Linked DNA regions of Mus musculus: regions 2, 3, 4, 5, 6 and 7 are each linked to region 1. Evidence: chromatin contacts called from public Hi-C and promoter capture Hi-C data. All regions are on one chromosome and are shown on one strand. The core of a region is the stretch at or near the end of the contact, and the rest is flanking DNA. Distances in the headings are between cores, read along the strand shown. Region 1 holds the start of Naxe (NAD(P)HX epimerase). Region 2 holds the start of Il6ra (interleukin 6 receptor, alpha). Region 3 holds the start of Kcnn3 (potassium intermediate/small conductance calcium-activated channel, subfamily N, member 3). Region 4 holds the start of Flad1 (flavin adenine dinucleotide synthetase 1). Region 5 holds the start of Adam15 (a disintegrin and metallopeptidase domain 15 (metargidin)). Region 6 holds the start of Mtx1 (metaxin 1). Region 7 holds the start of Hcn3 (hyperpolarization-activated, cyclic nucleotide-gated K+ 3).

Region 1 (4,393 bases), core at 1,170-3,669:
AAGTACACTATGAAGCCAGGCATAGTGGTGCATTCCTTTAATCTCACCACTTGGTAGGCAGATAGAGGCAGATCTCTGTGAGTTCAAGGCCAGCCTGGTATACATAGTGAGTTCCAGGACAGCCGGAGCTCATGGTAGGACCCTGCCTCAAAAACAAATAAAAAAATCACACAAAATAGCACACCCCTCCAAAATAGTACTCTATAGGAGTGGCTCTATATCTCTATTTGTCTGTCTGTCTATATCCATATCATTTCTGTTCATTAGTGGTGAACATTTAATTAAATGGCCACTCTTACTGGCTGGAGGGAGACGGAAGAATGCTGGGTTTTGTTGTGCCACTCCACAAAGATATGAATATCAGGATCTGCTAGGGAAGGAGAATGGGTTTAGAGGAGCAAATGATGGTGTCTGCCACACAAGAATGTTGCTATTGCCGGGCGTGGTGGCAAACGCCTTTAATCCCAGCACTCGGGAGGCAGAGGCAGGTGAATTTCTGAGTTCGAGGCCAGCCTGGTCTACAGAGTGAGTTCCAGGACAGCCAGGGCTATACAGAGAAACCCTGTCTCGAAAAACCCAAAAAAAAAAAAAAAAAAAAAAAAGGAATGTTGCTATTGCGTCAGGCCCCTAGCCAACCTCCTTAATCTGATTGAATATTCTTATCTATGATAGGCTAAAAATACACTAGGGGTTTGGCAGAATTAAGAAAACCTGAAAGGTTGCATGCTGGCAATAAAGGGGAGGCAGCGATTGTAGAAACAGCTCTCATTGGTTGTCTCCTGAGTTCTGTGGATGGGATATTTTCTGTATTGTTCTATAGTCACAGCCCATCAGAATGAAATCAACAGGATAAGTTGCAGAAGGCTGTAAGGTCAGCCTGCTGAGATCCCAGCTCCACCACCAGCCATCATTATCACTGGGCAGGTGGGCAGGTCTTCCTTTTTTTCTTTTTTAATTAATCTTTGAAACGGGAATACTAAGGTTGCTATGAAGTGAGGTGGTTCATGTTAGCACCTGGTATGTGTAAGTGCTTAACATATTATCTATGCCAAATAAACATATTTCACATTGTGTTTTAGAAATGAATCTTCAGGGCTGGAGAGATGGCTCAGTGTGGTTAAGAGCACTGGCTGCTCTTCCAGAGGACCTGAGTTCAAATCCCAGCAACCACATGGTGGCTCACAACCACCCGTAACGAGATCTGACACCTTCTGGCGTGTCCTGAAGACAGCTACAGTGTACTCACATATAATAAATAAAGCTTTCCACCGGAACAAGAGGGCCAAGAGCAAGCAGGGGGTCCTGAGTTCAATTCCCAGCAACCACATGGCTCACAACCTATACATAAACAAACAAACAAACAAACACTAAACTTAAATAAAGCCAGCTACAGTGGCTCAGACCCAGAATCTCAGAGGATCAGGGATTTAAAGCCATTTTTGCAACGTAAGACATAAGATCCAAGGCAGCCTAGGCCACATGAGACTGCTTGTACTGCTTGTAGTTCTGGGGACCTGACACCTCTGGTTCCCGAGGGCACCTGTGTGACCGCACATACCCATACTCTGAAACAACTGAAAACAAAATCAGCTGACCAAAAATAAACTAACTAAATATTTTCCAGCAAATCTGTAAGGAGCCTTGAGTAACTCACATGCTAGTGAAATCAGAAAAATAAAGCTGGTGAGGTCCTGCGTAAGACCACAGAACCTTGGACTTGAAGTACAATTACCGGAGTAATCTAAAGTTCCTGCCACTATCACAGCCTTAAAAATTCTATTTTCTACATTACATAAGTAAAACAGACAGGGCAGAGGTCCACAAAACCACTTGAAGAGCAAGGGCACTGACAACCTGTGATTGATCCTCGGATCTTACTCTTTGGATGGAGAGATCGGATGCACAGAAATTGTCCTCTGACCTCTATATGTGCAGCAAGGCACGTGCATGCCTCTTCCCTCCAACCCTTGCATTTTTAAATGTTAAAAACAAACAAGTCGGCATGGTGGTGCACGCCGTTAATCCCAGCACTTGGGAGGCAGAGGCAGGCGGATTTCTGAGTTCGAGGCCAGCCTGGTCTACAAAGTGAGTTCCAGGACAGCCAGGGCTACAGAGAAACCCTGTAAAAAGCAGGGGCAGCGAGAGGTCAAAGATACTAATTTTTAAAAAACTGCGTGCAATCACACCTTTCAGCAAGGAGGCAACAGAACTGCTTCAAGATGGTGGCCAGCCAGGACTGCAGAGGGAGCGAAGCACATCTGTTTGGAACTCTGCGACGCCGGGGAAAGGTGAGAACGCAGGGCGGAACGAAGGTGGGCGGAACGCCTGATAGTCTGGGACTAGGAACGGACGGTTAGATGCAGAGGCTCTGGGGCGGGGCGGGCCCTGCGCATGCGCCGTGCGAGCGGCGCTCTGCTAGTCGAATGTCCGGGCTGCGGACGCTGCTGGGGCTGGGGCTGCTGGTTGCGGGCTCGCGCCTGCCACGGGTCATCAGCCAGCAGAGTGTGTGTCGTGCAAGGCCCATCTGGTGGGGAACACAGCGCCGGGGCTCGGAGACCATGGCGGGCGCTGCGGTGAAGTACTTAAGGTACGGCCGCCCTCTCCCGCGGGGGCGGGGCAGGGCAGGCCGCGGCCCCAGCACCCCAGGGGCGGACTCAGGCCAGGACTTCCCTCAGTCAGGAGGAGGCTCAGGCCGTGGACCAAGAGCTTTTTAACGAGTATCAGTTCAGCGTGGATCAACTCATGGAGCTGGCCGGGTTGAGCTGTGCCACGGCTATTGCCAAGGTAAGCGGCACAGCGAGAAACCTCAGTGAGGTGCAGGTGGGGAGGTCCCCGGCGGTGGCGCACACAGCGGTGACTGCCCTCTGCACTTCTGCCTTCAGGCTTATCCCCCCACGTCTATGTCCAAGAGTCCCCCGACTGTCTTGGTCATCTGTGGCCCCGGAAATAACGGAGGGGATGGGCTGGTCTGTGCGCGACACCTCAAACTTTTTGTAAGTATGTGAACGGAGTTTTTTGTGGCAAGGTATGAAGACTCGGGATCGGAGATTGAATGGCTACTTTCCTTTTCAACTAGGGTTACCAGCCAACTATCTATTACCCCAAAAGACCTAACAAGCCCCTCTTCACTGGGCTAGTGACTCAGTGTCAGAAAATGGACATTCCTTTCCTTGGTGAAATGCCCCCAGAGGTAGGTGGGTTGATGCCTGTTTCTACAGTAAGTACTGCCCCTGTCCTGCCCTTCCCATTTTCAGATCAAGCTGGCCTGCCTAGTGTCTGTCTGCCCTAAAAGTGTTCTCTGAAAAAAAGTGGTGTAGAAGCCCCTCCAGACTGTGTGCTCCACGACTTTCCAGGCACTCCTATTCTGCAGCCAAACAACTCCCACAACATGCATCTAACAATAATCTGGCCCTCAGGGCCTCATCCTGAACCTTTTCTGTAGATGCATGGATTAAAGGGTGGGAAGTCAGAAATTAAAACAAAACAAAAACCAGAAAGCCCCAGCTTATTCTATGGATGAAGACACTGATATGCAGAACAGAACTAGTCTCTTCTGGCTTCCAGTGTCAGGAAGCCTGAGACTGGCAGTCACCCCTTCTCACCAGTGACAGGCAGGTAGGTACTCAGGCCTGGATTCAGACTGTCCTGAATGAGCAACTCCTCTTTACTGTGCCTTAGGAACCAGTTATATACATGCTTCTGTGGTCAGTGGGTGCAGGGACAGGCCTCCCTAGGTGACAGCAGCTCCTGACATCCTTTCCCCTTCCCTCACGCTCCCAGCCCATGATGGTGGACGAGCTGTATGAGCTGGTGGTGGACGCCATCTTCGGCTTCAGTTTCAAGGGTGACGTTCGGGAGCCATTCCACAGCATCCTGAGTGTCTTGAGTGGACTCACTGTGCCCATTGCTAGCATCGACATTCCCTCAGGTGCTGAGACTCAGGTGGCTGGGAGACTCGTGCTCAAACCTGGCTAAGGCTGGTACCCAGGGGACTGTCCCACATTAGGGCTGGGGAGCAAAGTTCATGCTGCCTGGCCCTGTGGAAAACCAGAGCCCGATAGTACATGGGACTGAGGGCTTTCCCTCTTCCTTAGGACCAGGCCACCTGTATGTCCTTATACTACTTTCTCTCTTCAGGATGGGATGTAGAGAAGGGAAACCCTAGCGGAATCCAACCAGACTTACTCATCTCACTGACGGCACCCAAGAAGTCTGCAACTCACTTTACTGGCCGATATCATTACCTTGGGGGTCGCTTTGTACCACCTGCTCTAGAGAAGAAGTACCAGCTGAACCTGCCATCTTACCCTGACACAGAGTGTGTCTACCGTCTACAGTAAGGGAGGTGGGTAGGCAGGATTCTCAATAAAGACTTGGTACTTTCTGTCTTGAA
Region 2 (4,393 bases), core at 1,374-3,873, 1.9 Mb before region 1:
GTTTTGCTAAAGCAGACCCGTGAAAGGACCCATGATGTAGGATTCTTCTCTAACTACATGCAAGGATCAGTTCACCTTACATTTCATTGTTGAGCTCCATTTGTTGTGACTCCATAGAGAGAAACATACTGGAAACGTTTCTAGTGGTGTTCTGGTGGCTTCTTGCTGCTTCCATGGACTCGGGCAGAGTGATGTCAGCTGATACAGACTCAAGTGGAGTTTTGCTAAGACAGACTCACATACTGAGGCGAGACCCATTTGAGAACACGTTATGTTTGGAGAGCGGATAACTAAGACTCAATGGACAGTGGGAAAGGGCTTGCTTGCATAGCTAGCTTTGCAATGCTTCCTGGTCTTCTTCGCTGATCTTCACTTTGTTAAGAGAAGTAAGGCAAAGAACTTCTCCAGGCCTAATCACTCCTGCTAACTCATGCAGATTCGGCCGAGGCCTGGCTGTTTCTGCTAGGTTGTGCCAACACTGCTGTTGATTTGTGTTTGTTATCCTGACACTACCGACCTGGACTGCTGCTATATTCATCAAGTATTTGCAAGTGGATGGGATTTGCTCCAAAGAACAATTTCTAGACAGATCCACCTCCTAATATCCTAACTACCTAATTCCTGTATCCTAATAACTTTCCATTTCCACTGCCTCTAGGAGGGAGGTTAAAGTGTTTAAAAACCATCATTAAAATTAGGGTTGAGAAATATCTAAACAACACAGAGAAATTAACTATAACTTGCCCAAATCCTACAGCTATCAAGCAGTAGACCTGGGATGGGAACTAAACTCATCTGACTATGGAACACCCCCCCCCCCACACTCCAGGATCAAAACGGGGTGGATGGGGGGAAGCCACTTGGCCAGGGTTGCCGGGTCGTGTCTGAGATGTCTGCTCTTGCCTTCAACATTCCTTCTATCTGAGCTGGCAGCCTTCTGTAGCCTTCCTGTTTCAGGCCAGCAACTTGTCTCTCTGCAATTATTTTCAGGTCTCTGTTTACCACAGAAAGGAAGGAGGCAGCACAATGAGAGTCTGTTGGAAATTAATTATATTTTTAAGATAGGGCAAGTTCCACTATGCTTGCCTCGAACTCTGGATCTTCCTGCCTCAGCCTCCAGAGTTTTGGGATTACAGGTGTGTACTACCACATCCTCTTGCTATTTAATCCCATTTTAAATAGCAGGAGAAAAAAATATGTATTTTTTTTAGACAGGGCCTTAGACTCACAGCTATTCACCTGCTTCTGCTTCCCAAATGCCTGCCCCACCACAGGGAGAGAGAACAACCATGCCTTTCTCTCCGACTTATAGCGTGGCTGAGGAAGTGCCATCAAAACCAATCCCATTGTCCTGGGTACAGGTTTGGTTCTGACATCCACAGAGAGCGGTGGATGCCTAGGTCTGAGGCCAGCATGTTGCTTAAATAAGGTCATGTCTTATTTAGGGGTTCAGCCAGCACACACACATTCCAGTTGCCCCATGGACTCTAATCAGCTGAACCCTGAAATGGAAGAATACATTAAAACATACTGGTGTAGGTCCAGGGCTCCCCATCTACATTTTCTTTTCTTTCTTTTTTTTTTCTTATCCCTTCCCTTCTCCCTCTTGCTCCGGCCCGGCTCGCTCAGGCCCATAGGTTTTATTTGTTTCTCATTACAGATGGTTGTGAGCTACCATGTTGCTGGGATTTGAACTCATGATCTCCGGAAGTCAGTCAGTGCGTTTAACCGCTGAGCCATCTCACCAGCCCTAAATTTTCTTTTCAGTGTGTTTCTTTCCCTCTGCATTTGCATGGGAAGCTGCCCTGTAGCTTCAAGCTCTGTAGCTTGGAAGGGAACCTTGGTGGAGTCTGGTAAATAGCAAACGCCGGTTCCTTTGTGTCCAGTCAAGTCATGATGGGTAATCAAAGCCCTACTCCTTGTTGAGCAGTTAGGCTCCAGGTACATCGACAGTGTTTCCAGGAATCTTTATCATGGGCTTAAAAATACATCTCTAATAGGTGAGAAAACTGAGACTTCCGGATCGGGATAGCAATCTTGAGGAGGGTAACACATGTGTCTCTGGGCCAGACTCAAAAGCGCACACTGGTTTCGTTGCCTCTGCAGTAGCCTTCAAAGAGCTGCTCCTCCACTGGAAGATGAGAGGAAATCTTTTTCTCAGGTTATGGACGCCTAAGTTTTCCTTCAGACCAATTAAATCACAATCTCTGGGCTCGAAGCAGACATCGGTGTCTTTTCGGATTCCCTGTTTGATTCCCGTAAGCACCCAGGACACTGACCTGCCTTCTACTTTAACAGCCAGAGCCACTGGCTGGCGCTCATGAAAGCAAAACTCAAGCGGAGGCGCGGATGGAAGGAAGGAGGGGGATATTTCTCCTTATCTCAGCGTCAAAACCTGGGGAGGGGCCCTGGTGGGGGTCCCTGGGGGCTCAGGTGTGGCGCGGCTGCAGGAAGTAACCCCCTCCGGTGGCCCGGAGCGCTGGCCGATTGCGCCATCCTACTGGGCTTTCGTAACCGCGAGCCGGGGCTGCCAAGAGGAGCTTCAGCACCGGTTCCTCAAATGTTTCACTGTTGCCAGGACGGCCGGCTGCTGTGTGTCACGTGCATGTGGGAAGTCGCGCCCACACCGATCTGAGCCACGCCGGGGCGAGCGCTCGCAGTGCGAGCTGAGTGTGGAGCCCGAGGCCGAGGGCGACTGCTCTCGCTGCCCCAGTCTGCCGGCCGCCCGGCCCCGGCTGCGGAGCCGCTCTGCCGCCCGCCGTCCCGCGTAGAAGGAAGCATGCTGACCGTCGGCTGCACGCTGTTGGTCGCCCTGCTGGCCGCGCCCGCGGTCGCGCTGGTCCTCGGGAGCTGCCGCGCGCTGGGTAAGAGGAACCCGGAGCGGGCGTGGGGAATGTGACACTGTCTGGTTCCGTTCGCAGAGTGAGCCCCGCCGGTACCGGCTGCTAGCCTGGGCTGACTCACCTGTGCTGACGCGGTGGAGGTTCGCGCGCCCCCTGTTGCGTCTAGCGCCTATAACTGCGTGCTCCTGTCTGTGTCTGGCCAGTTACCTCAAGTCTGAGTACAGGACAGTGTGTTTTCCTGAAACCTGACTCTGGTGTCTGGTTCCCAGTGTTCCCAGTCTTACTCAACTGCATCCCGGGTCGCTCCAAAAAGAGATACCCAGAGGGCGCGCCCTAGTGGAACAGTAGTAGTCCCTTCTGGAGAGTCCTTTATGCCACTGGCTCTCTCTGCTTTAGTTGTGGCACCTCGCGTGGCTTTCCTTAGTTCTACTACATTCCATGTCGTGTGTAATGACAGTGACCCGACGGTGAAGGGTCTGACATCATGGGCTCTGAGTCATGGGTGTTCCCGCCTCACAAACTTACTCCTTTAGCCAACTAGCCCTAGCATGCAGAATGCCAACACCCACATCCATCCCAATCCTGTGAGTTTGACAGCAAAGGATGTGGGACCTCTTGGAACTGTGCCTCCGCCCCCTGCCCCAGCCCTCCCTGATTAGCAGGTGGACCAGGCGGAGGGTAGGGTAGGGGCACTGTGTTTACCTTCCTTGCACTCTGCCTTGTAGGTCTAGGCCTCTCTGTGGGCTCTGGCTTCAGGCCCAGCAGCCTGCCTGGTCTCTTCTGGAGGAACTGGGAGACTGCTTCTCTACAGGTTATTTTAGGGGCTGAGGGCTTATTCAACAACATAGAAAGAGCCAAAGGACATGGGGGAGATTTATCCTGTGCTGGTCGTGGGGACAGTGGCTTCCAGGCTTTCTTTCTGCCTGGAAGGTAGAATTCCTCAAGCTTGGTTTGTTACCCCTACCTATATTTTCTTTATATATATATATATAAAGAAAATATATATATATATTAGACAGGCTCTCCCATAACCCAGGCTGGCCTCAAACTTGTGCCTCTTCTGCCTCTATCTCTTGAGTGCTGGGATTTCAGGTATTAACCCACCCTGTATTTTACACGTTTTTAATCCTCTACAGGATTGACATAAAGCTTTGGGAGGAGCCTGAGGTTCAGAGAGATGCAATGGGAAGCATCAGGCCCCTCCGTGTCTCAGTGTTCTCCTGTGGGTACAGCTGAGGGCGTCTGGGGTAGGCTGAGCACCACTATCATCTGGTGGGATTCTGGGGGAGAAGACACTGATGAAAGAGAAGATCCCCGCTTAGCTGTTCATGGTGCCAGGCAGGACTGAGGTCCTCTCTTCCATCTTGGGAGAGCAGGACTGGGCCTCTCTGCCTGTCTCAGTTACTACTCAACATACCCCAGCGCCCCCACCACCACTTCCCTTTGTTCCTAAGGAGCTGCAAGGCACTTCGGAGACAGCGAGTTCTGTTTTCCTGTGGTTCAGAAAGGACACCCAAGGGTGGGGGTGTCTTCTGACCCAAACAGCCTTT
Region 3 (4,393 bases), core at 753-3,252, 1.5 Mb before region 1:
TCCGCGGTGACCCGCTGGGGAAGCCCTGTCATCCCATCCTAAGGAGAGGCGCTCCCCGTTCCCCGAGTGATGGCAAGGCGGTGCCCATGCTCTGCCTGGGTAACACCTGTAGCCATTTTTATCAGGGCATGTTTACAAGGCAGCGGCAGGTTTATTCTGAGTCCTCTTTCCTGAGGGAAGAGACTGCTGATTTCCTCCACCTATATTTTTAACCCGGTGCCCTTGGGAGAGACTCGGGAACATCTCCATTTTACCCTGGAGTCTCTCTGGGAAGAGAAGGGAAATAGAAACTTGGGAAGGGGGGGGGGAGCTGGGGAACGGTACAGGATCCCCACCCCCACCCAGACATTTATTTCTTTTTTATGGGGGGGGGGGAATGGAGTGGAGCAGGGAGGGGAGGCGAGGAGGGAAGTAGCAGGAACTGGCAAACACATCAAGGCAGAGTGTAATTAATTGGTGCGTTAAGCTGCTGGGTTATGCTTTAGTACGCGTGAGCCCGGAGGAAAAGAGCGATTTCTCAGAAGGGATTCTTTAATCCTCCCAAACACAGAGTCTGCACATTAGACACAGTGTGTGGGGATGTCCCCACAAAGGGAAGCAAGAAAGGAATTCTCACAGGACCATGGAAGAAAAACATGGGAAGTTAGGAAATCTCTCAAAATCAATCTCTCTCTCTCTCTCTCTCTCTCTCTCTCTCTCTCTCTCTCTCTCGTCTACATACTCCTTTTGTTGAATGTATAAAGAGAAACCACAGTCCCTACCTTTGAGTACAAACCCCAAGACAGTTCGGTCTCTATCACCATAACAACAATTCCAAACATCCCAAAAATCAGAGCATAGTCACTCAGTCGCTTTCTCTTTTCAAACAGGGCCCTCCTGTGTCCCAGCTTATAGCCAATGTTTTGGTTTTTCCGCTTGTTGGCTTTGGGGAAGGTGGTGCTGCCGGCCGTGGTGCCGGCATGCTGGTGGTTGTGGGTAGCGTTGGGGTGATGGAGCAGAGTCTGGTGGGCATGGTTATCCTCCCTGGAGGAGATGATAATCTCTGGGGGGTTGCTGGGACTGAAGAGCTGGAGGGGTTGGCCCTCAGGCTCAGCCTCGATAAGGTTTCTCCGAGAGGCGCTGAGGCGGCTGAGGGGCTTCATGACCCCACCGCTGTATTTGCAGGAGCTCATAGCTATCTCCGTGAAGGGATTGCTGTCCCGCCGGTGCACCAGGGGGCTGGCCTGCCGGTGCCGGCTGCCTCCACCGGGCCCACTTGTGGCTGTGGAACTTGGAGAGTGGCCAAGCAAGTGGTCATTGAGATTTAGCTGGCTGCCTTGCCTGGAGGAAGGGTGGAGGATGGCGGTAGAGTTGGCTGAAGTGGGGGCCCTGAACGCCGTGGGAGAAGAGTGCAACAGACCAGGATGGACAAGCTGGCTCTGGAGTTGGGCAAGCTGAGGCAGGGGGTGCAGTGGAGCCTGCTGCTGCTGCTGCTGCGACTGCTGCTGCTGCTGCTGCTGCGACTGTTGCTGCTGAGGCTGCGGAGGCTGAGGCTGCAGCAAGGGTCCCGGAGGCTGCTGGGGGACTGCTGGTGGCGCTGGCGGTGGTGGCGGTTGCTGCTGCTGCTGTTGCTCGTCCCCAGAAGATGGACAGGGACACTTGGGGTCTTCATCCAGGTCCCCCACCCCCGAGTCATGGAAGTGCCCAGAAGTGTCCATCTTGGGGCCTGGCTGAGTTCCCTGCAGCACGACCCTCCACCCCAAAGCCACCCTCGTTCCAAAGATGACCTCAAAGAAAGCCAGGCATCCAAGATTCCCCACCAGAAGTGTCTTGGCTCCAGTCCTCTCTCTTTGGTTTGCTTCAGTTCTCTGGGGCTGCCACTCGAGTATGCATTGTATTGGGCGGGTAGAAAAGCCAGGAGAGGAGCCGGGGGAAGGAGGAAGGGGCGAAAAGAACTCTATTCTGAAGGCGGTCCTCTAGGAGTGTATGAAGCAGACTCAGCTTCACTCCTCGCTGGCTCAATAGCTTCGCTCTCCTCCTCCTGACACTGTTATATGGCAAGCCAAGCCCACTTATTAGCCAGCGGTTTCATTGGCTTGGCTTAACTCTCCAACCCCTCCAAACTCCGCCTCCCTCTCAGGCTCCGCCTCCAAGAAGGGGCCTGCCATCCTTCGCTCCTCGCCGGGTGGCAGCGCAACGAGGGCTGGGAACTGTAGTTTTTGCTCCAAGACCACTACCACTCCAACCCCTCCACACTCCACCCGCAAGCTGAGCACCTGCCTTCTTTCCTCTGAAAGGTACGGTCAGGATACTGATGCCCACAGCAATCCCGGCTGAATGTTGGCGCTGGGGCGATGAAAGGAAGGGATCGAGAGCACCCTAAAGGGGAAGCTGTCACCATGCTGGGGAAACCGGGACCGGAGGACAAACGTTGATTAATAGCCAGTATCTGTACAGGTTGTTTTACACATTGGATTCCAGGTACATCTTCCAAAAGCCCAAGGGGATAGGGACTGTGCTCATATTTTACAAAGAAAATTAACACCGGGAGGCATTGAGCATAAACTGACAGAAGCAGAAGGGACCCACTCCTGACAGGGAGAAGCTCACCTACCTACCACTGTCAGAGCACCTGCGCTGTGTACAGGAGCCTCTGTTATTTCCAATCCTCACATCAACCCTATGAAGTGACGTCATCATCCTAAAAAAAGAAATAAAAGAAGGAAAAAGGAAAGAAAAGAAGCCCACTCACACGCAGATAAGAAATATGGCTCTTGTCACCCAGCTTGTAATTAAAGGCACTAGGATTTGAGCAGAGATCAGCCTGAGTCCACCACTCTTCTTCCGCTGCCTAGATGCTCCCCCCCCCCCATGATGATCAACACACAGTGGCTGTTCAATAAATAGTATCCACATGATGGATGGGAAAGGGCCAAAGAGAATCTGTCAAGGAAGAGCCAACTTCCCCAAAGCAGGATGTTTTAGTAACCTGGATCCAGCCTCTTCCAGAACAGCTGGGTCTGGAGTCACCTCAGGGTCGATGAGGACGACTGGAAATCCCAGTGGCTCCATGTCTGATCTGCCCCATGGGTCTCTGAGAGTCAGAGCTGGAAACAGCTGCTGGCTTCCCTGGTTCAGACTCCTCCTCATAAAGTATTTATTAGACTCCCACTGTGTGCAGAAGACTCTCCAAGGGGACAAGACCAGAGATGAATTTATTTCCATTTTTAATTGGGACAGCCTTAGCAATTGGGGGGGGGAGTGCTATGAATTCCTCTAGGCACACCTGGGCTCTAAGAGGGAGCATCTTCCTATCCACTTCCCAGCTCCCCACCATCCTCAGGCCTCTGTCTAGTGTCTCCCCTAGATAAGTGTGGAAGTACACATATCCAGATGCATGTGTGTGGTCACACCCGTGTACAGGTATGAGCACACACTTGCTCACACACACCCATCATGCTTCCAGAGCTTTCCCCCTGAATAGCAAGCATCAAATCGCCATGCCAGGGAGCATGGTAGAGTTCCCACCAATGAGCTGAGTGCCCTCTGCATACCAGTCCTCGCCTCTGCAAGCTGCTATGAAGACTGAGAGTAAACTGCTTGCACCATAAACCACACCCTCAGCTACCTGATAATGACAATCAATCTTGCACAAGATTGCTATCAATGATGATGGAGCAATGTGTACATACACACACACACACATGCACTCATGTGCACACGCCCTGGTACAAGCCTAGTGTCTCAGGCACATTTCCATCATCAGACAGGCCCCCAAGTCCCTACCTTACTTTCCAACATGGTCAGCCTGCCCAGTCCCTCTTCTCACCTGCCTCCTTCATTTCCCTCCCTCTTCAATCCGCAGAGTCAACAGTCTGACTCAAGGCTCCAGATCACATGATTAGGTTTTATGATCGAAAATAAATTAATACTAATACATTGTTAGAAGCAAAAATGTGCTGCTAGTACTGGACTTTCATGACAGATATAGATTCTGTGCTGCGGAAAATTAATTTCTAGGCCTGGAAGTTTCTTTGCCCACTCTACCACAATAGGTTGTCTTCTGCCTCCACTAACCTTCCTGGGTCACAGCAGGATCCAAATAGGGCAGGTATGCCACTATCCTGGATAGAGCTGCTCTACAGCCAGAGCCCAGAGGTTCACCTGGGAGTGGTCTAAACTTGAAACTGATGCTCCCACCCTGGGTGCAGCAACTTTGTCCTGAGAAAAGGTAGATGGGGTGTACTTAAAGCTGGAGCACACGCATACAGTGGTTCACAAACAATCATAACTCTAATTCCAGGAGATTGGATGCCCTCTTCTGATCTCTGTGAGCAGTAAACACACACCGGTGCACATACATACCCGAGGGCCAGTCCTGACTGCCATGGATGGTCATTCAGCATAAATAAGA
Region 4 (4,393 bases), core at 1,363-3,862, 1.4 Mb before region 1:
CTGCCCCACTGGCGCAAGGAAAGCTGTACTGTAAGGTGTTCTCTGCCTGGGGCTGTGCGGTGGCACATGGACACACAAACCCTCTCCATGTTTGAACTCTTGTCTCCAAGTAAATCATCACTGTTGTTTTTATCTTTTATTCCTAGTTCAACTGACATTTTAACTTTTTTTTTAGATGTATTTGGTTTTGAGACAGGCTCTCACTATGGACACCAGACTGGCCTTGCCTCTGCCTCTCAAGTGCTGAGATTGAACCTTTACACCGCTATGCCTAGTTTCTGGTTCATACTGTATTAGTATTTTGTCCTCACATATGTGTGTCCGCATGTGATGGCTGGGCATCAGAGCCTGGCCTCGGCTGGCCTGGGACTCACTCTGTTAGAGTTGTAAGATACCATGTGGATGCTGTGAACCCAACCCAGGTTCTCTAACAAGCAACAGGTGCTCTTAACTGCTGAATCATCTCTCCAGCACCGTTAACTCACAAACCTAAAGGCATTCACATCCCCTGGAAATGTTCAGAGGGCAGACTCTGGGCACACTGTTCCATGGAACAGCATGAACCATGGGTTCAGCAATGTGTTAAAAGTTCAATCTTTCTACCAAGCACATAAAAGCTTGGAACATTTGTTTAAAAAGAAGTCAGATAACCTTTTTTTTTTTTTTTTTTTTTTTTTTGGTTTTTCGAGACAGGGTTTCTGTGTGTAGCCCTGGCTGTCCTGGAACTCACTCTGTAGACCAGGCTGGCCTGGAACTCAGAAATCCACCTGCCTCTGCCTCCCAAGTGCTGGGATTAAAGGCATGCACTACCACTGCCCCACTATTGTTTGCTCATTTTGTGACAGGGTCTTACTGTATGGCTTACTGTATGCCTCCGCCTCCCAAGTGCTAAGATTAAAGGTATGTACCACCACTCCCAGTTTAGAGTTTCAAAAAAGTATATAATACTTTGTGGTCACACTCATTCCCCTATTCATCCACACCCCCCACCTTTTAAACTAAGGAAACCCCACAGGACTTACTACTTAAGGCTGGTCTAACATTCACTATGGCATTTCAAGATCGTGTGGGCACCCTTTCTGAACCTGTCTCCAATAACATATAATTCTTTTTCAGTCCTGATCCTCACAATGCTAGACCAGTGTTCTAACACAAAGCCATATTCCCAACACGTTTGCCACATGTCATGAGAGCATATTTATTTGAAAAGATATTGTGGTTTTAGCATGCCTCCAAGTCACAACAGAAAATCCCAGGAGAAATGTAGATGTCAGACCCCGTCCAAACCTACTGGGTCACAATTTACATATCGTAATATCTAGGGATAGCGAGATGGTTCAGCAGGTAAGAGTAAGACTCCGCCACCCAAATTGGGATAGATCCTAGGCCCCACATAAAGGTGAAAGAAAAGGGACTCCAGAAAGTTGTCCTCTGGCTTCCATTTGCATGCTGGGACACTGCTGTCCTTCCTAGTCATACAATAATAGTAAAAGCTTTTTTAAAAAAAAGAAAAAAAAAACCCAGATGATTAAGCTATTTTTCCCCAGCAAAGCAAAGGGTGGAGGGGCACTGAAGTAGGAATGAAATGTTGTGAGTACCCAAAGTGAGTCCAAGGTACTCCTGCGTACCCCTCTCTCCAGGGACCCATCATTGGGAAGTGATGTTCTGGAGGCAGGTGGGGCAGGAAAGGGTTTTTACATTTTAAAGTCAGAGAAGCTTAAGTAGTTTTTCCCTTTATATTAGAAACAAACGAAGGTTCCACACCCTGCAGCTCACACCTCATTGTTAATGCTAATAACATCTTCACCTTCCCCACGCCTTTAATCCCAGCATTTGGGAGGCAGAGGCAGGCGGATTTCTGAGTTCGAGGCCAGCCTGGTCTACAGAGTGAGTACCAGGACAGCCAGGGCTATACAGAGAAACCCTGTCTCAGAAAAAAAAAAAAAAAAAGAAAAACCATCTTCACCTTCTCAAATTTAAGAGGCAAAGCCAAGCGGTGGTGGCCCACGCCTTTAATCCCAGAACCTGGGAGGCAGAAGCAGGAGGAGTTAATAAACCTGGTCTACAGAGCGAATTCCAGCTACACAGAGAAACCCTATCTCGAAAGAGGAGAGAGGGGTAGAGACAGAAAGAGAAATGTGATGCAATGAAGTGTAGTAACACATGATTTGAATCCCACCACTCCCCAGGCAGTTCGAGACCAGGCTGATCGGTTTAAACAAGTTACTTCCCGGGCTATATACTGGGGCTCTGTCTGAACTGTTTTTTAATATTTGAATGAAACAGAATCAGACCTTCATTTTCTTCTAGTACTACAAAGCAGCACCCGACAGTCCCACCCGACAGTCCTTAAAACACCTCCCAATATTTTCCCTTCGAGTACCAGAACACTTTAAGTCCCGCCCTCCATGGGCTAAGGCCAGGCCCCTATTTTTACTTCCGGACAGTGATGACTACATGGTGTTGCCAATAACAACTTAGCATTTCCTCTAGCTCCGCGATGAGGCGCGTGAGCGATTGCCGGTTAGACCAATAGAACCACTGGTAGGAGTGAGCGACAGCCAAAATAACCAATCAACATGAAGCATTGTAAGGCGGGACTTTGAGTACGGAAGCTGTCCTAGGACATGCGGAAAGGAAAGAGCGAATGACCCTGTGCAGGGGGCAAAATAGAGGTGGGATGATACGAGATCAGTGATCTGAAGCCTGGTGAGAAAAAGAGATCTCGGGATAGAAAGGGTGCAGAAGTAGGTTGAGCCCTGGTCATTGGCGGAGGGAGGAAAGAAATGCATTTAAAGGGACCCTAAGGCCCAGAATAAGGTAGACATTTAAAGGGACAGGTGATCCGAAGAGAAGAGACATTTAAAGGTGCAGATATACCCAAGATAGGGCAAATTTTAAACCTGCTCGGCAGACGGAGATATCTAAAGTGGTAGGTCTTGGGAAAACATGGCACTTTAAAGGAATAGGAATCGAGACGTTTTTAGGAACCTGGGGCTTAAGAGTATGTTAAAGAGGCCGGAGTAAGGGTGACTAAAGAAGATTGAGCCTTCCTTCCTCTAGGAAGAAGGTACACTCCTGACGTCTTCATTGTCCTTTCTGGCTCTTCCAGGTTCCCTCAACCCCGGAACTCAGGGTATGGCCTCCTGCATCCTGTAGACCTGGCGGCCTCTCAGTACATACGGCCCCAATTTGGGGTTCTGAGTGGCTACTGGAAAGCCTTGCAAAAGAGCACAGAGGGCAGGACCATGGCATCTAGGGCCTCTGAACTGCCCCCAGGATCAGGGCGCAGCGTGACAGCAGGCATCATCATTGTTGGAGATGAGATCCTTAAGGTGTGTCTGGAACGGAAGAGGGGAAGAGTGTGGCATTCTATTGTCGTGGACTCTTTACGGTGAAAGGAGGGAAACCGGAGTAGGAATCCCCTTTCTTGCCAAAGTCCGGCCCTGGAGTGAGTCCTAACACATTGGAGGAAAAGTGACCCTTCGGTTGAGTGTTTCTGTTGAAAGATGGGTAGTAACTTTCCTACAACTTGCTACGAAGTATGACTGGGGGCAGAGTAGCCACATAACAAGTGACAGGTGGCACAGCAAGTAGAGGAAGCTCAGCAGGCTGGATAGGCGAGCTAGAAGGAAGGTAAGAGAAGAAAGGACTCTATTCTGGACGGCCAGGGTGCTGTTAGAGGATGTGGCAAGCATGGGTTGGCAACAGTAATAGTTACCCTGATCTTTTTTAGTGTCTACCAGAGGCTGGTCTGCACTTAACTATATCACATGTGGCCTTACAAACTTCAAAAATTCCATGAAATTGGGGTTTTTATTACAGATCTCTATAAATTATGAAACAGCCTCAAGGAGGTTAGGAAACTTACCCCAGATCACAAGCCTACAAAGTCCTAGGAACAAAGTGATACATGCCTTAACCTCCAGCACTTGGGAGACAGAGGCAAGTGGATCTTTGTGAGTTCGAGGCCAGCCTGATCTACATAGCCAGTTCCAGAACAGCCAGGGCTACACAGAGAAACCCTGTCTCAAAATAAATTAAAAAAGGAAAATAGTGGAAGAGATAGGATTCTAGCCCAATTCTTCCTTACTCCAGAACACAAACCTGAGACAGAGTCTGACTGGGTATCCCTGGCTGGCTTAGAGCTCTTGTTTTATGTAAACTAGACTGGTTTTAAACTCACAGAAATTCACCTGCCTCTGCCTCTGCCTCTGGGGTGCTGGGATTAAAGATGTATGCCACCATGCCAGGCTTAAAATTTTTAATTTTATGTTTATATATCTGTATGTTGGGGTGGGGGAGTGCCCACAGAGGTCAGAAGTTATAGATTCCATGGAGTGGGACTTAAGGCTGTTACGAGCTGCCCAACCAGTCTGGGAACCAAGCTTGG
Region 5 (4,393 bases), core at 618-3,117, 1.3 Mb before region 1:
GGCAGCTGTGTGACCCTACTCAACTGCCAGGTCTTGCTTTCTCTTCTCTGTAAGATGGTGTTAACCAATTCATTTGTTCAGTTGTTACAATGCCTGGGTTTTACTTCATTGATGCTGGTACACACACAGACACACACACACACACACACACACACCACCAAGCCTGATGACCCGAGTTCCATCCTCCTGGTAGAAGGAGAGGACTCCCCACAAGCTGTCCCCTGACTGCCACACATACCCCACGGCACACATGAACATCAGCAGGCTGGGATCCCTTGACCTGGTCCTGAAGTAGACTGAACTCGAATGGCTAGATGAAATAGGGGGGTATGTGTTCTAAGCTGAAGGAACAGTGTGTGAAAAAAAAACAAACTCAGAGATCAAAGTGGATGCCAAGGTCAAAGGGCAAGCTAAGGGAAATGCAAAGTGTGGCAGGAGCCAAGGAGGCAGAGCAAGGCTGGGAAGAAACAGACCTCTGAGCGCTCGAAGGGCAAGCCCAGCTCTGCTCTTAAGAATTCCTGGCAACTGTATGAAGAGGGTATTCGGAAAGTGAGACTGTGGAATGGCCACAAAGCTTGGGACTTGGTTCCTGCCAGGTTTGACTCAGATCTGACTTAGGAAAGTTACACCATCTTTCTGAGATTTTTTTTGGGGGGGGGTTGAGTTTTTTGTTTGTTTGTTTGTTTTTCGAGACAGGGTTTCTCTGTGTAGCCCTGGCTGTCCTGGAACTCACTCTGTAGACCAGGCTGGCCTCAAACTCAGAAATCCACCTGCCTCTGCCTCCCAAGTACTGGGATTAAAGGTGTGCACCACCACCACCCGGAGAGATTTTTTAAAAAAGACTTAATTAAAATTTGCACTTATTTAATGTGTATGGGTGTTTTGCCTATGCATATGTCTGTGTCCTCATGGGTGGCTGGTGTCCAGGGAGGCCAGAAGATCATCCAGTTCCCTGGAACTCAAGTGACAGGCAGTTGTTAGCTATGTGGGTGCTGGGATTCAAACCTGGGTCCTCTGGAAGAGCAGTCAGGGTTCTTAACCACGGAACCATCTCTCCAGCCCAGTAAGGTGTAAATTGTGCCCTCCTCCCTTCTAAGCCTAAGTACCAAATTAAGCCGCTCCACAGGTGTACAGAATTGTTGTGGGTCATCCTTGGGAGTAAGTTTGGGCACGCCAGGCTCCGCAGCCCATCATGGAGAAGAAGACTCTTTCGATTTATCTCAATATCGCCCTCGAGGGCTCTTCTTGTCTACCCCAGCTTCCTCCAATATAGCATTGTCAGGCCTTGGGACTTCATACATTAAGAGCTGCCCAGTGCCCCTGACAACCCTTTCTGCTCAGCCCACTTGGCATTAACCAATCCACCTCATCTTCCAACAGCCCCACTACCTGGTGGAGGCTCTGTATCGCCGGTGCCCTCTCCTGCACCGCTTCATGCGTCAGCGCTGTGTGGTGTGCCAGGCAATGGAGACGCCGGATTCCTACGTGTGCCCCACACCAGACTGCAAGGCCCTGTACTGCCGGTCGTGCTGGGACGACATGCAACGGCTCTGCCCGGTGTGCACGCCCCGCGAAGAGCTCTCGTCATCCGCCCACAGCGACAGCAACGACGACGCTGTGTATGGCGATTGAAGGGATGCTGCCCGCCTTCTTGCTTAATAAAGTGTGATGCACGCTCCTGCGGCTGGTGCTTCGCAGGCATCCGGGATTGGGTGAGCCGGAAGAACTGGCCCGCACAATCTCCACGAAGCCGGGCTACAGACGGGAGGCAGGATGGAGGGAAGGCGCGAGTCTTGTGGTGTCCAAACCCATCCCGGTAGCTGCCGGAAAGAGGCTGCGCTGAGCGGCAGGGGCGGAGCCTCAGACGGGGCGGGGCGGAGCCTCAGACGGGGCGGGGCGGGGCCTAGTTGCTGCGCTGCACCGAGCTGGTGTCCGGCGGGGCCGTGGCTGCTCCTCCACGCGTAGCCCCGCACCTGCTGCCCCAGTCCAGCCCGGAGCTCCGCGGCCATGCGGCTGGCGCTGCTCTGGGCTCTGGGACTCCTGGGCGCGGGCAGCCCTCGGCCCTCCCCGCCGCTGCCAAATATAGGTGAGTTCCCAGGACAGTGGGTCGAGGGGATGATTTGGAAAGAGGTACAAGGAAACCCGGAGGCAATGGGGTGTTGGGGTCTGCCGGAGCCTAACCAGAGGGCAGCCTGCGTGATCTGCGGACCAAAGCCTAGGGCCAGGTAATTTGGAGAACGAAAGGAAGAGGAGGATGGGGAGGAGGAGGAGGAGGAAGAGGAGGAGGGAGGATGGCGTCCTCTGTCCTGAAGTCCCGAGTTATCCCTGCAGACACTTTTGAGTCTCAGGCACTGAAGAGCGTGCGCGGGGGGTGGGGGTGGGGCGCTCAGATCATGGAAAGAGTCACTCCTTAGGACTGACGTCTTCGTCTCTCTAGTGCCTAGCTGACAGTTCTACTCAATGAAGTGCCCGGACTAGCTAGTGGGGTTTTAGTGAAAAGGATTATTTTCAGCCGTTCATTCCAGACCTGGGCGGCCAGCACCGCTCACTCGGGTGCGGTTGCCACCAGAAGCCTGGCGGAGCGGGAGGGGCCCGGAGGAGCCAGGGGAGGGAGCTTTCGCCAGGAAAGAGACTGGGACACCAACTCCTCCTTGGAACTTTCACTTCCCGCTGCTGTCTTGGGCTGGGGGCCGAGAGGGTAGGCGGGGGTGGAGTGTCCGGAGAGGAGAGGGCCATTGTTGGGGGGTGCTGGCGGAGGAAGCGGAGGCTGTTGGGAACGGGTGCGCCTGACTGGGCATCAAGGCTGTTTAGGGAGGTCAGAGTGTTTGCACTGCTCACCCAAAGATGGGTGTTCCCGGCAGGCATCTCTACTGTGAGGGAAAAGGAAGGGCAAGTGGGCACTAGGCCACAGACTTCTCTTAGACCTAAGAAAGGGCATTCCTGATTGGGTGGGGAGTGTGATTGGGAAGGGATGGGAACAAGGGAGGGCCCCCGTGAAAATCTTGGGATTGGCCAAAGGGAAGGCAAGGAGGAGCTGCAAGCTGGATACTCTGAACTTTGGGGACTTATGGGTGAAATCCGTAAGTTGGGGAAAAAAAAACCCCTCCTTCCCATATCCTCCTTTAAATCCTGGCACACACTGCAGGACCGCTTAAGTCACTGATATAGCCTTCTGTGCTGAGGGTCGGTGGGTCTGAGGACACTAGTGATTCCAGCCTTGCTAGGGATTTCCTCAGCAATCTCTTAGGATGTTCTGGGACCCTGCAGGAGGCACTGAGGAAGAGCAGCAAGCCAGCCCAGAGAGGACGCTGAGTGGATCCATGGAGAGCCGGGTTGTTCAGGACAGCCCCCCAATGAGCCTAGCAGACGTGCTTCAGGTGAGGGACAGCCTGCTAATAAGATTTTCTCTTTCCTCGCACTCCACAGTATTAATCATCTTGAGGGTAACAGGTCCATCCGGGTCCTGCTCCTTTCCTTCAAGCCCCCGGCTACACTCAGCTCCATCCCCTCTGCACATACGTGTCTGCCTCGGCCTCAGCCTGTCTGTCCATCACGTACACTGGGAGAGTTCTGACACTAAGCCTCCTCCTTTCCACTCACACTGTTCTTTTTTTCAGTAAGGGAGAGATTTGGAAAGGGACAGACAGACAGATACACACTTTCTGAAGCTGAGTCAGAGGAAGGGCTGGGGCCTGTGCTGGGTCCTTCATGATGCTTCCTCTCTGGGCAGGAAGCCGAGAAGGGGTGGCTCAGATACCTTCCTTGACCTCCCCACATAAGCCCCTAGAACAATGCCCAGGCCAGGCAGGGTTTCCTGGACCCTCCCATGGGATCCCCCAACCAGTGACCTAATCACTGGTACTCTCCTGAGAGCCTGAGGTTTTCTGATTTTATAGGATAGAAGTTGTGGGCAGGGATAGGGGAGGTGACATGCCTCTGGTGTCCACAGACTGGTTTACCTGAGGCCCTGAGGATTTCCTTGGAGCTGGACAGTGAGAGTCATGTCCTGGAGCTTCTACAAAATAGGTAAGGTGGCAGGCGCGAATAATTACTGGGAGGTGATTTACATAACCTTTATTATGCACTGAGAACTACACTCACGGACTCCTTAACAACAATCCTATAAGGTAGATGCTATTACTTATCATCTTTATTTAACATTTGAAGAAGTTAAAACTCAGAGAAATTAAATAACTTGCCTGAGTTCGTACAGTTATAGATGTCAAAAATCATCCTGGAACTCAGACAGGCAGGAGGAGCGACAGCTCATCTGTGTGGCCTCCGAGGAACTGAGTAGTTCGTTTGGTGGCATTGCCTGGTTCCTAACAAACCCTTGCCCACCTCAGGCCCTAGCTTGTCACCCCAATACCCTGTGAAGTGGCTCAAATCCTGC
Region 6 (4,393 bases), core at 808-3,307, 1.2 Mb before region 1:
CCAGGGGCTCATCACACACATCTTACAGCCGTCCACAAAGCGCTCTGACCCTCCCATCGCTGTTTAGTCTTTCCCCCCTGGGAATGTAGGACCCAGCCAGCATCTCTTCCTCCTGTGTCCTGGCCAATCTGTGGTTTCCCTTCCAGCCAGTAAAGAATCTTTGCTTGTGTCATCTGCTCCTACCACCTCTCCTACACCACCCATGGGCCATCCCCCCACCAGACCTCCGGGAGAGTTCAAGCTGCCCAATCCCCACCCCCGCCCTATCTTTTAGAAACCAAGAGCCAGAGTAAAGGGGGGGGGAACCAAGCCCAGGGTCCCCCACCGTGCAGTCACCATCAATCAAGCTGCTTGCCCAGACTATCCTGTTGATGCTCTGAGACTAACTCTGTCGTGGAGTCCTCCTGGATCCATCCTGGTCTCAGTGCCTGACACTGCACCAATCTGCACTCACCCACCACTCTGGTGCCCACCCCTCCTACATTATCACCAACCCTTCACTCTTCGCAGTGTTAACTTTTCTCTCCAACCCATTTCAGGACTCTTCCCTCTCTCTCAAACTCACATGTGGTCTGTTATTTGCCTGGGGGCAAAAGAAAGGAGACAAAGAGGTGTCAAGGGGGATGAATGCAGGCTTACCCTGAAGGTCCTGACTGCCACACGTGTAAGAGCAGAGGAGGAGGAGAGCCAGGACACCCCAAAGTTCCGGCTTCTCCATGCCGCTTAGCCGGTTCACTACCCCTGGCAGGCAAGGCGACTGGGAGGGAAAAAGACTAGGCGGAGAGCAGGAGCAGGAGGGGGGCGGAGGGACTGAGGAGCGAGCTGGGGGGTTGGGGGGGAGCAGGCGGGTAGGGGGGGGGGTTGAAACAAAGAGCTGCCAATCACCTTGGAGGCATCACCGGCTCCCGAAACCAGAGGCACTGGGAAAGAGTCCCAGAGCTTTCCTTGCCTCCTGCTCCACCATAATGATTTTCCTCAAAGATGCTTCCCTTTAGCCTGACATCTGGTTCTTGGGAGCTTTCAACTTAACAGCGCTACCAAATGCTACTGTTCTCTGCAAGCAGTGGTTGGAAAAGTCAGAATCCCCTGCCTTGGGCAATTCTAGGTTCTAGGCATTATTTCACGGTTGGCGGAAATGGATGTCAGTGGACCATCCTTTGCTACAGTGCCTAGAAGACTACGTACGACACGAGGCTTATTGATGTGGCACAGCAAAAAAAAAAAAAATTTTTTTATTACGGTGTGTTGCGTCCCTGACATGTGCCCATTCCTCCATTTCCCCTCACTCTTGGGAAAATAGAAATCTGGAAGCACCGACGAGAACTTGATGGCTTTCTAAGACATCAGAAAGGGGAAAGCATCACCAGAGGCTAGAGCCATAAACTAGAAGACAGGAGCGAGGATGGGACTGGGGAACACTGGATACCGCGGGATGGCCCTGTCCGGGGTGAACCCGAGGGGAGCTGGGGACCGACCAGGAGTTCCCGTTACGAAGGCAACTGCCCGCGAGCCGCACCTCCCCTTCCCCCACTCAGGCCCCAGCCGGGCCTCAGCTCGGGCGCCGCCACCGCCCCTGTTTTGTTTCCATGGCGACAGGCAGCGCGAGGCCCTCTCCAAACATAACGCGCAGTGGAAAACATGCGGCTCGGGGGACCCCCCCGCGGCGTCCGCTCAGGGCTGAGACCTGAGAGGGCCCGGGGTTGTCGGGGCCATGTGCAGTTTGGCAAGTGCCCCCAGAGACCGACAAGCCGCACCAGATGCCCCTCTCCCAAGCCCTCCGTGTCGCCGGCGGTTCGTGGCTACGCTCGGCAGAGGCGCCGCGAAAGTCCCAAGCGCGTCTGGACGGCGGCCCTGCTCCCTTACGGGGGCCGCCTCAGGACGAGCCCGCGGCGCTCCCCAGAAGGCCGATGCCCCACCTCTCACAGCCCCGCCGCGGCTCAGGCCGCCAAGAGCCACGCCTCCCCAGACCCCAAAGCCCCGGCGGCCAGGGAGGCGGGGACCAGGGGCGGTTCCTGGCGAGAGAAGGCCGACGCATACGAGAAGGTGCTTCCGGGTCAGAGAGCGTACAAGATGGCGGCGCCCATGGAGCTGTTCTGCTGGTCAGGGGGCTGGGGATTGCCGTCGGTGGACCTGGATAGTCTGGCCGTGCTGGTGAGGGCTCATGCACCTGTCCTCTGATCTCTGGAGAGCCGGAGTGGGTGCTCGAGCTTTGCCGAGAACCGAGACGCATGCGTCTTGAGAGAAACTGAGGCAGTCGAAGGCCGATGTGGGCTCCGCGCCTTACGTCCGGATTTCCTAGGATCGATTTGTGTAGCAGTGGAAGTAGGCTTGGTCAGGGCTTCAGAAGATGGGTTTAGACCTTGCCTATCCATTTATTGGCTGGGTGACCTTGGGATAACCCCTTCTGGACGATCTCTTCTTTTTCCGCTATGAATCCATTGAATCTCGTTTTCGTAGACCAGACAGCCCCACAGCCAGACTGTGTAGGAAGACCTTTAGAACTAGGCAGACTTGCTTCTCTTCATTCAACGTCTTCGGGATTGCAAAAAACATTTATTATGCCTCTTAGAGTAAAAAACATTCCCTTGCAATACGATTTTGACCCTTGTATTGAAATTGTTAACAGAAAGGCAAACATGTAAGCAAATAATGAAACGATCACGTGTATTGATGTAAAGTAGAAACAGAATACAGAGACTGTCAAAGTAAATCAGTACTTCCAGGAAGAGGGAAGTTAATTAGGAAAAGCTTTTGTGAATAGGCTTTACAGTGTAGATGGCATAAGGGTAGAAATCTTTTCCTAATGTTTAATCTTGGAAATGGACATATAAACATGTCCATGAACTGTCTGGTCTAGTTTGCCCATTTGTAAATAGGAATGACACCCTCTTTCCGCCTCTCCTTTTGGTATAAAAGTATAGACCATAGAACATAATTTACTGAGTCACGGATTCTTTTCTTGGTTTCTTTATGAAGCCATACCCTGGCCTCTCTACCGTCTGCTTCCTTCCCTGCAGACCTATACCAGATTTACAGGCGCCCCACTGAAGATACACAAGACCAGCAATCCTTGGCAGAGCCCTTCAGGTATCCCTGAGGGACAGGAATGTGCCAGGGGAGGAGCAGGGGACAGGAATGCAATGCAAATGAGTATGACTAGGCAAGCTGGACCCTGTGAGTATACTTCTTTCTCAATATCAGGAACTCTGCCTGCTCTTCGAACCAGTGATGGGAAAGTCATTACAGTGCCACACAAGATCATCACCCATCTTCGTAAAGAGGTAGGTGACTTGAGTGGGGGCTGACAATGGAGGAAATCCAGTCCGTGAAGTGTAACTTATTTATTGGCCACCAGACACAGGCCAGGCAAGAGCAGTGTGATCCAGAGCAGGGAGGAGCAGCATGGGGGATGCAGTGTGACTGTGACAAGCAGTTGGCCAGATAGTGAACTTAAGGGGCTGTGGGGTGGGATAAGCGGAGAAATCAAATGGGCAGGGAGGAAGAGAAATACACAGGCTGATGACACATGGAAAATAAAGAAGAGTAGAGAACAGCAGTTGGTTTCCGGGTAGACCTGAAAGGAATTTCTAATATAAACCGTCATGGTGGTACACGCATATAATCCCAGCACTTGGTAGAAGTGGGATGATCAGAAATTTAAAATCATCTTTGGCTACATAGTGTGTTTGGGGCCAGCCTGGAAGACATAAGAACCCCTCTCAAAAAAGAAAAAAGTCACTGGGCAGTGGTGGCACACATCTTTAATCTGAACACCTAGAAGGCAGAGGCAGGCAGATCTCTGTAGTTGAAAGTCAGCCTGCTCTATAGAGTGAGTTCCAGGCCAGAACTGTCAAAGAAAGGAGTAAAAGTCGGGGGAGAGAGAGAGAGAGAAAAAAACCACAAAGATTTCTAAGGACTATTTCTCTTCTCAAGTGCTAAGTTATGCTAGATACAGGACTCAGGATGGACAAAGCTTCGTGCCAGGTTTGGATGATTAAGAATTACGAGAGAGTAGAGGCCTTGGCTCTGTTATTCTGTCATTGACTATGACGTTGGACAGGTGATTTAACTTCTCAAAGTAATGAACTATTTGTTTTGTAAGCATTTATTTCTCTTGCTTTGGGGTGTGTGTGTGTGTGTGAGCACATGCCGTGGCACACTTGGGGAGGTCCTTGGACAGCTTGGTAGACTAAGTCCTTTCCTTCTGCTATGTGGCCTCCTGCAATGCAACTCTTGTCATTGAGCCTGACAGCAAGGACAGTTACCTGCTAAGGCAGCTCACCAACTACAGTTCCTTACTTGTAAACTAGGGTGCTTAGGCAGGATGCTCTCAGAGGCCTGGCATTCATAGCGTTGTTCCAAGAGGGAACACACAGTCAGAAATAGAATCCCC
Region 7 (4,393 bases), core at 787-3,286, 1.1 Mb before region 1:
ACCTTTAATCCCAGCACTCGGGAGGCAGAGGCAGGCAAGTGAATTTCTGAGTTCCGGGGCCAGCCTGGTCTACAGAGTGAGTTCCAGGACAGCTAGGACTACACAGAGAAACCCTGTCTTGAAAAAAACCAAAAACCAAAAAAAAAAAAAAAAAAAAAAAAAGTCAAAACAAAACAGGGAAACTAAAACAAAAACAGCAGAACTACGCAGTCCATCACCTGCAGCTTGTGTAATTACTCAGGGCTGGAGAGAGAGCTCAGGGGTCAAGAGCACTGGCTGCTCTCCTAGAGTGAACCAAGTTCAAGTCCCAGCAACCACATGTGGCTTATAACTCTCTCTAACTCCAGTTCCGGGGCCTCTAGTGCCCTCTTCTCACCTCTGCAGGCACCAGGCACACACACATGGTTCATAGAACAGACATAGGAACAAACCCCTCAGACAGATAAAGTAAACAAATACAATTTATAAGTAATTGAAAGTTGCTGAGACTAAGTTCAAATTTTTAGTGATTGGTAAGTTTCACTAAGGAGCTTAAATGTATTTCTTTTTTCTTTCTTTCTTTCTCTCTTTCTTTCTTTCTTTCTTTCTTTCTTTCTTTCTTTCTTTCTTTCTCTTTTTTATTTTATGTATAATATAAAACCAGAAGAGGGCATCAGATCTCATTACAGATGGTTGTGAGCCATCATGTGGTTGCTGGGAATTGAACTCAGGACCTCTGGAAGAGCAGTCAGTGCTCTTAACCACTGAGCCATCTCTCCAGCCCTTAAATGTATTTCTAAAATGGAGACACTTGGAAGGACTTTAAGAAAACTGAACAGTGTCATGTGGATGTAGAAAGTGTACTTGGAGACTGAAACATGAATTTGTCTAGGAGAATTTGGTGAAGACTTCTTTTTTTCTTTTGAGACAGTCTCTTTATGTATCCCTGGTTGTCTTAGCACTTACAATATAGCCCAGGCTGGTGTCAAATTCACAGAGATCCACTTGCTTCTGCCTTCCAAGTACTGGGATTAAAAGACTGCAACACCAAGTCCAGCAGACTTTGAAAATTATTAAAAACTTCTGAGACCAGGTAGAGTGGCACACATTTGTAATCCCAGTGCTTGAAATTCAGAGGAAGATCAGAAGTTCAAGACCAGCCTGAGCTACAGCCCATGTCAAAAACAAAATGTAAACTTCTTGAAATAATTTAGTTGGAGATTATGACGGTTTATCTCAGGCAGTGGCTGTAAGAAGAGGAAAGAAGCTGGGTGGTGGTGGTGCATGCCTTTAGTCCCAGCACTTGGGAGGCAGAGGCAGGCGGGTTTCTGAGTTCGAGGCCAGCCTGGTCTACAAAGTGAGTTCCGGGACAGCCAGGGTTACACAGAGAAACCCTGTCTGAAACAAAACAAAACAAAACAAAACAAAACAAAAAAGTTGTTCTACACGTAAAGCTCAGAAAGGCATGTAGTATGGTATTTCCTTGGTTGTTGATCTGTTTATGGAGATGAACCATTGACTTAGCTAAGATTTCTGTGCTCAGTTTTGCATCCTCAGCATGCACTCAGTGAATGGTTTTGCTAAAGGTTGTCTTAATGAATTAGGAAACACATACTACAGAAAGCAGTTTAGAGGATCTCTGGCATAGCAAGACTCCTAGGAGAGTGCTGAGAAAGGACATGGTCAGAACAGATTCCCATTCTGTCCCTGACCCTCAGGAGGTCCCCAGGCTGCATATGCCCTAGTGAGTTTCCCGCCTCCAGAAGCAAGCTGAGCACTCCCACCACACAGACACACAGACACACACACAGACACAGACAGACAGACAGACAGACAGACAGACAGACACACACACACACACACACACACACACACACACACACAGCACCCACCCACCCTCAGGACCCCTAAGCCACGCCCTCTCGGGAAAGTGTGGGCAGCAGTTGTGCCAGCGGCCCGCCCCGCCCCGCCCCGCCCAGTCTCACGCAGCCCTCGCCAGGGGGCGCAGCTCTCGCACGTCTGTCGCCTGCACACGCCCCCTGTGCCCCGGGCGCACGCGGGTCGGAGCTCCCCTGCCTGGGCTGCTCTCCCAGAGACTTGCGCGCCCGCCATGGCCCTGGACCGGTTGGGGAGGCCCTACGAGTGAGGGCAATCATGGAGGAGGAGGCGCGGCCGGCGGCGGGGGCCGGCGAAGCGGCGACCCCTGCACGCGAGACGCCTCCTGCGGCTCCGGCCCAGGCCCGCGCGGCCTCAGGTGGGGTGCCGGAGTCTGCGCCCGAGCCGAAGAGGCGGCAGCTCGGGACGCTGCTGCAGCCGACGGTCAACAAGTTCTCTCTCCGGGTCTTCGGCAGCCACAAAGCAGTAGAAATCGAGCAGGAGAGGGTGAAGTCCGCCGGGGCCTGGATCATCCACCCCTACAGCGACTTCCGGTACGGGGGGCTCAACGGGGAGAGCGAGGGACACCAGTGCTACCGGCCGGGTGGAGTCACCTCCCCCAACCCAGCCTGGGAATTCCTAGGCGGGTTTCCCCGAGGTCCTCAGTGTTTTGTCAGGTTAGGGAAGCATAAGGGACAGCGAACATCAGGTAATCTCCGAGGACTTAGTGCACCCAATGCAGGAACCTCAATGACCACAGAGAGCATCGGAGTTTGGAAACCTTGCCTCTTTTCAGTACTGTTTTCTGGGGATGTGGGAAATTATATCATGCCCCAAAGCTTGGAGACCTGAGGAAGAAGCCTAGTTCCACTCTCTACCACGCTTTAACCACACACCGAGCACTTGCCCAGTTCAGTAGAACAGATCAGGGACGCTGGGAACGCTGGAGAAGAACAGGGGTCAGTCGGGTCCACAGCTCTGTTTGCTGTCCGTGGTGCTGAAGGCGGAATGCGGCTGGGCGGGGCGGGTACTCAGAAAGATTGGGAAGGAAAGCAGGGGCTCAGCCACCGCCCAGGTGTTTCCCGGAGAGAAAAGGGACAGAGAACTGGGATGTAGCCATTTCACTGTCCCCTTCAGGCTGTACGTCTACATCAAGGTCGCTAGGGGAGAAAATCAGCCCTGCCCTTGGGGACAGTGAAGGACAGCTTTCAGTTGAAGAAATGAGGTGTGTCTCTGGAGCTTGGAAACACAATCGGAGGCCCAGACAGTATCTTCCATTCTCAAACATTCACTCCCTGTAAATAGTCCCCTATTCTGCGTTGTTCTTTCCAGTCCTCTTTATTCTTTCGCTCTCACCTGCCTATCTGTTCTCCAGCAGATCCCCTCCCCTCCCCCAGTTCACCCTCAGACATATCCCCAGAAGCCATATCCCCCTCAGAGTTGTGTTGCTTCGCAGTCCTCTACCACATCACCCGCTGGGCTTGTGACTGCCTGTGAGTCAGGCTGTGAAGATGCTCTGATGGCGCGGCCAACCTTTCCTCCTCTCTCCCAGTGTCTCACAGTGCAAGATTTCTCCTCTGCAGCTGTGGAAGGGGAGGAAGAAACATCAGGGGTTTGTTGCTGAGTGAAAACATTCAAGTCTGAGGGGCATTCGGGGGTGGGTCTGGACTTGGGAACTAACAAGCTTTTTTGGAGGTTGAGAGGATTGATTTTTGCAATCAGAATCAGAAGGGACTGTGTTTAGGACTTACGCTGGGATTAGCCCTGAAACCGTCATGTGTGCTCCAGTGTTTTTTGTTTTTTGTTTTTTTCCTCTGAATGTTGTCCCCTGCTCCCCTCCTGACCTCATATCTACAGTTTCTTCTGAGGCAATGTAGCTTGTCCTTGCGCATCTTAGCACAGGTAGCCTGGAGGAGGGAAGGGGTGCATAGCTCAAGCCTCGATGCCTTGGGATCTCCCAGGGAATCCTCTATGTGCATAGCCCATCTGTGGAGGGGGATGGGCATCCCTGAAAGGCCCAGTTTAAATGAGTACAGGGTAGCCTCTTCCCGTCCCCACCCCCACCAAGGATGGCAGTTCCTCACCTACAGGAAATCATCATTCCTGTTCTCATGTTGGAGTGGGGATGATAGAGAAGGGAAGGACAGCCTAGACTAGAAATAGAGACCTGGAGACGGGAAAAGAATTTCCAGAAGTCTGGAGATAAAGAGATAAAGAGTGTATGCACCATAGCAACAGCTACAGTGTAGACAGCACTGCTGAGCCTGACAGCCCAGTGAGGTCAGCGCAGGCTCCCTAGTTTTAGAAAATTACAAAACAACCTTGGTGCTAGTATATGTGTGTGTGTGTGTGTGTGTGTCTGTGTGTGTGTGTGTGTGTGTGTGTGTGCGCGCATGTGAGTGTGTGTGCATAGGTGTGTTTGTAGCTGTGCTCACATTTACTTTTTGAAAAAAATGAGATTTATTGTATGGGTATGAATGTTTTGCCTGCATATAAGTCTGTGCATTATGTGCATGCAGTGGCTGAGGAGGTCAGATCC

What was found. Promoter capture Hi-C pulls out the DNA fragments that hold promoters and counts their contacts. A called contact is a pair of places that touch in the nucleus more often than the background predicts.
Region 2: a Hi-C map of B cells shows a contact between it and region 1, with 5 read pairs. The contact joins the promoter of Il6ra here to the promoter of Naxe in region 1. A contact is called at or near these places in 1 of 39 promoter capture datasets (liver), 1 of 484 Hi-C or Micro-C datasets (B cells) and 1 of 115 datasets of contacts at active chromatin or transcription factors (pancreatic cancer cells).
Region 3: a contact with region 1 is called in a promoter capture Hi-C map of liver, with 3 times the contacts expected there. The contact joins the promoter of Kcnn3 here to the promoter of Naxe in region 1. A contact is called at or near these places in 2 of 39 promoter capture datasets (both in liver).
Region 4: a promoter capture Hi-C map of liver shows a contact between it and region 1, with 5 times the contacts expected there. The contact joins the promoter of Flad1 here to the promoter of Naxe in region 1. A contact is called at or near these places in 3 of 39 promoter capture datasets (erythroid cells, liver and pre-B cells).
Region 5: a promoter capture Hi-C map of liver shows a contact between it and region 1, with 2.6 times the contacts expected there. The contact joins the promoter of Adam15 here to the promoter of Naxe in region 1. A contact is called at or near these places in 2 of 39 promoter capture datasets (both in liver) and 1 of 115 datasets of contacts at active chromatin or transcription factors (pancreatic cancer cells).
Region 6: a promoter capture Hi-C map of liver shows a contact between it and region 1, with 4 times the contacts expected there. The contact joins the promoter of Mtx1 here to the promoter of Naxe in region 1. A contact is called at or near these places in 2 of 39 promoter capture datasets (liver and pre-B cells).
Region 7: a contact with region 1 is called in a promoter capture Hi-C map of liver, with 3 times the contacts expected there. The contact joins the promoter of Hcn3 here to the promoter of Naxe in region 1. A contact is called at or near these places in 2 of 39 promoter capture datasets (liver and pre-B cells).

The regions. Positions count from the first base shown.
Region 1 is chr3:88,056,521-88,060,913 of GRCm38.p6, reverse strand. It overlaps Naxe (NAD(P)HX epimerase), which reads left to right and starts at 2,419. Exons shown (of 6, transcript NM_144897.3): 1 at 2,419-2,587; 2 at 2,676-2,784; 3 at 2,883-2,993; 4 at 3,077-3,190; 5 at 3,781-3,928; 6 at 4,138-4,391. The coding sequence starts at 2,424. The coding sequence ends at 4,340.
Region 2 is chr3:89,911,426-89,915,818 of GRCm38.p6, reverse strand. It overlaps Il6ra (interleukin 6 receptor, alpha), which reads left to right and starts at 2,623. Exons shown (of 10, transcript NM_001310676.1): 1 at 2,623-2,864. The coding sequence starts at 2,780.
Region 3 is chr3:89,517,773-89,522,165 of GRCm38.p6, reverse strand. Kcnn3 (potassium intermediate/small conductance calcium-activated channel, subfamily N, member 3) reads right to left here and starts at 2,002. Exons shown (of 8, transcript NM_080466.2): 1 at 762-2,002. The coding sequence starts at 1,697.
Region 4 is chr3:89,410,100-89,414,492 of GRCm38.p6, reverse strand. It overlaps Flad1 (flavin adenine dinucleotide synthetase 1), which reads left to right and starts at 2,612. Exons shown (of 8, transcript NM_177041.4): 1 at 2,612-2,709; 2 at 3,113-3,335. The coding sequence starts at 3,249.
Region 5 is chr3:89,347,502-89,351,894 of GRCm38.p6, reverse strand. It overlaps Adam15 (a disintegrin and metallopeptidase domain 15 (metargidin)), which reads left to right and starts at 1,867. Exons shown (of 23, transcript NM_001037722.3): 1 at 1,867-2,086; 2 at 3,268-3,377; 3 at 3,950-4,026. The coding sequence starts at 2,008. Dcst1 (DC-STAMP domain containing 1) reads left to right here. Exons shown (of 16, transcript NM_029974.2): 16 at 1,381-1,676. The coding sequence ends at 1,632. It also overlaps a transcript of Dcst2 not described here.
Region 6 is chr3:89,211,571-89,215,963 of GRCm38.p6, reverse strand. It overlaps Mtx1 (metaxin 1), which reads left to right and starts at 2,057. Exons shown (of 8, transcript NM_013604.3): 1 at 2,057-2,151; 2 at 3,018-3,087; 3 at 3,202-3,281. The coding sequence starts at 2,071. It overlaps Thbs3 (thrombospondin 3), which reads right to left and starts at 784. Exons shown (of 23, transcript NM_013691.3): 1 at 640-784. The coding sequence starts at 718.
Region 7 is chr3:89,157,800-89,162,192 of GRCm38.p6, reverse strand. Hcn3 (hyperpolarization-activated, cyclic nucleotide-gated K+ 3) reads left to right here and starts at 2,036. Exons shown (of 8, transcript NM_008227.1): 1 at 2,036-2,408. The coding sequence starts at 2,134.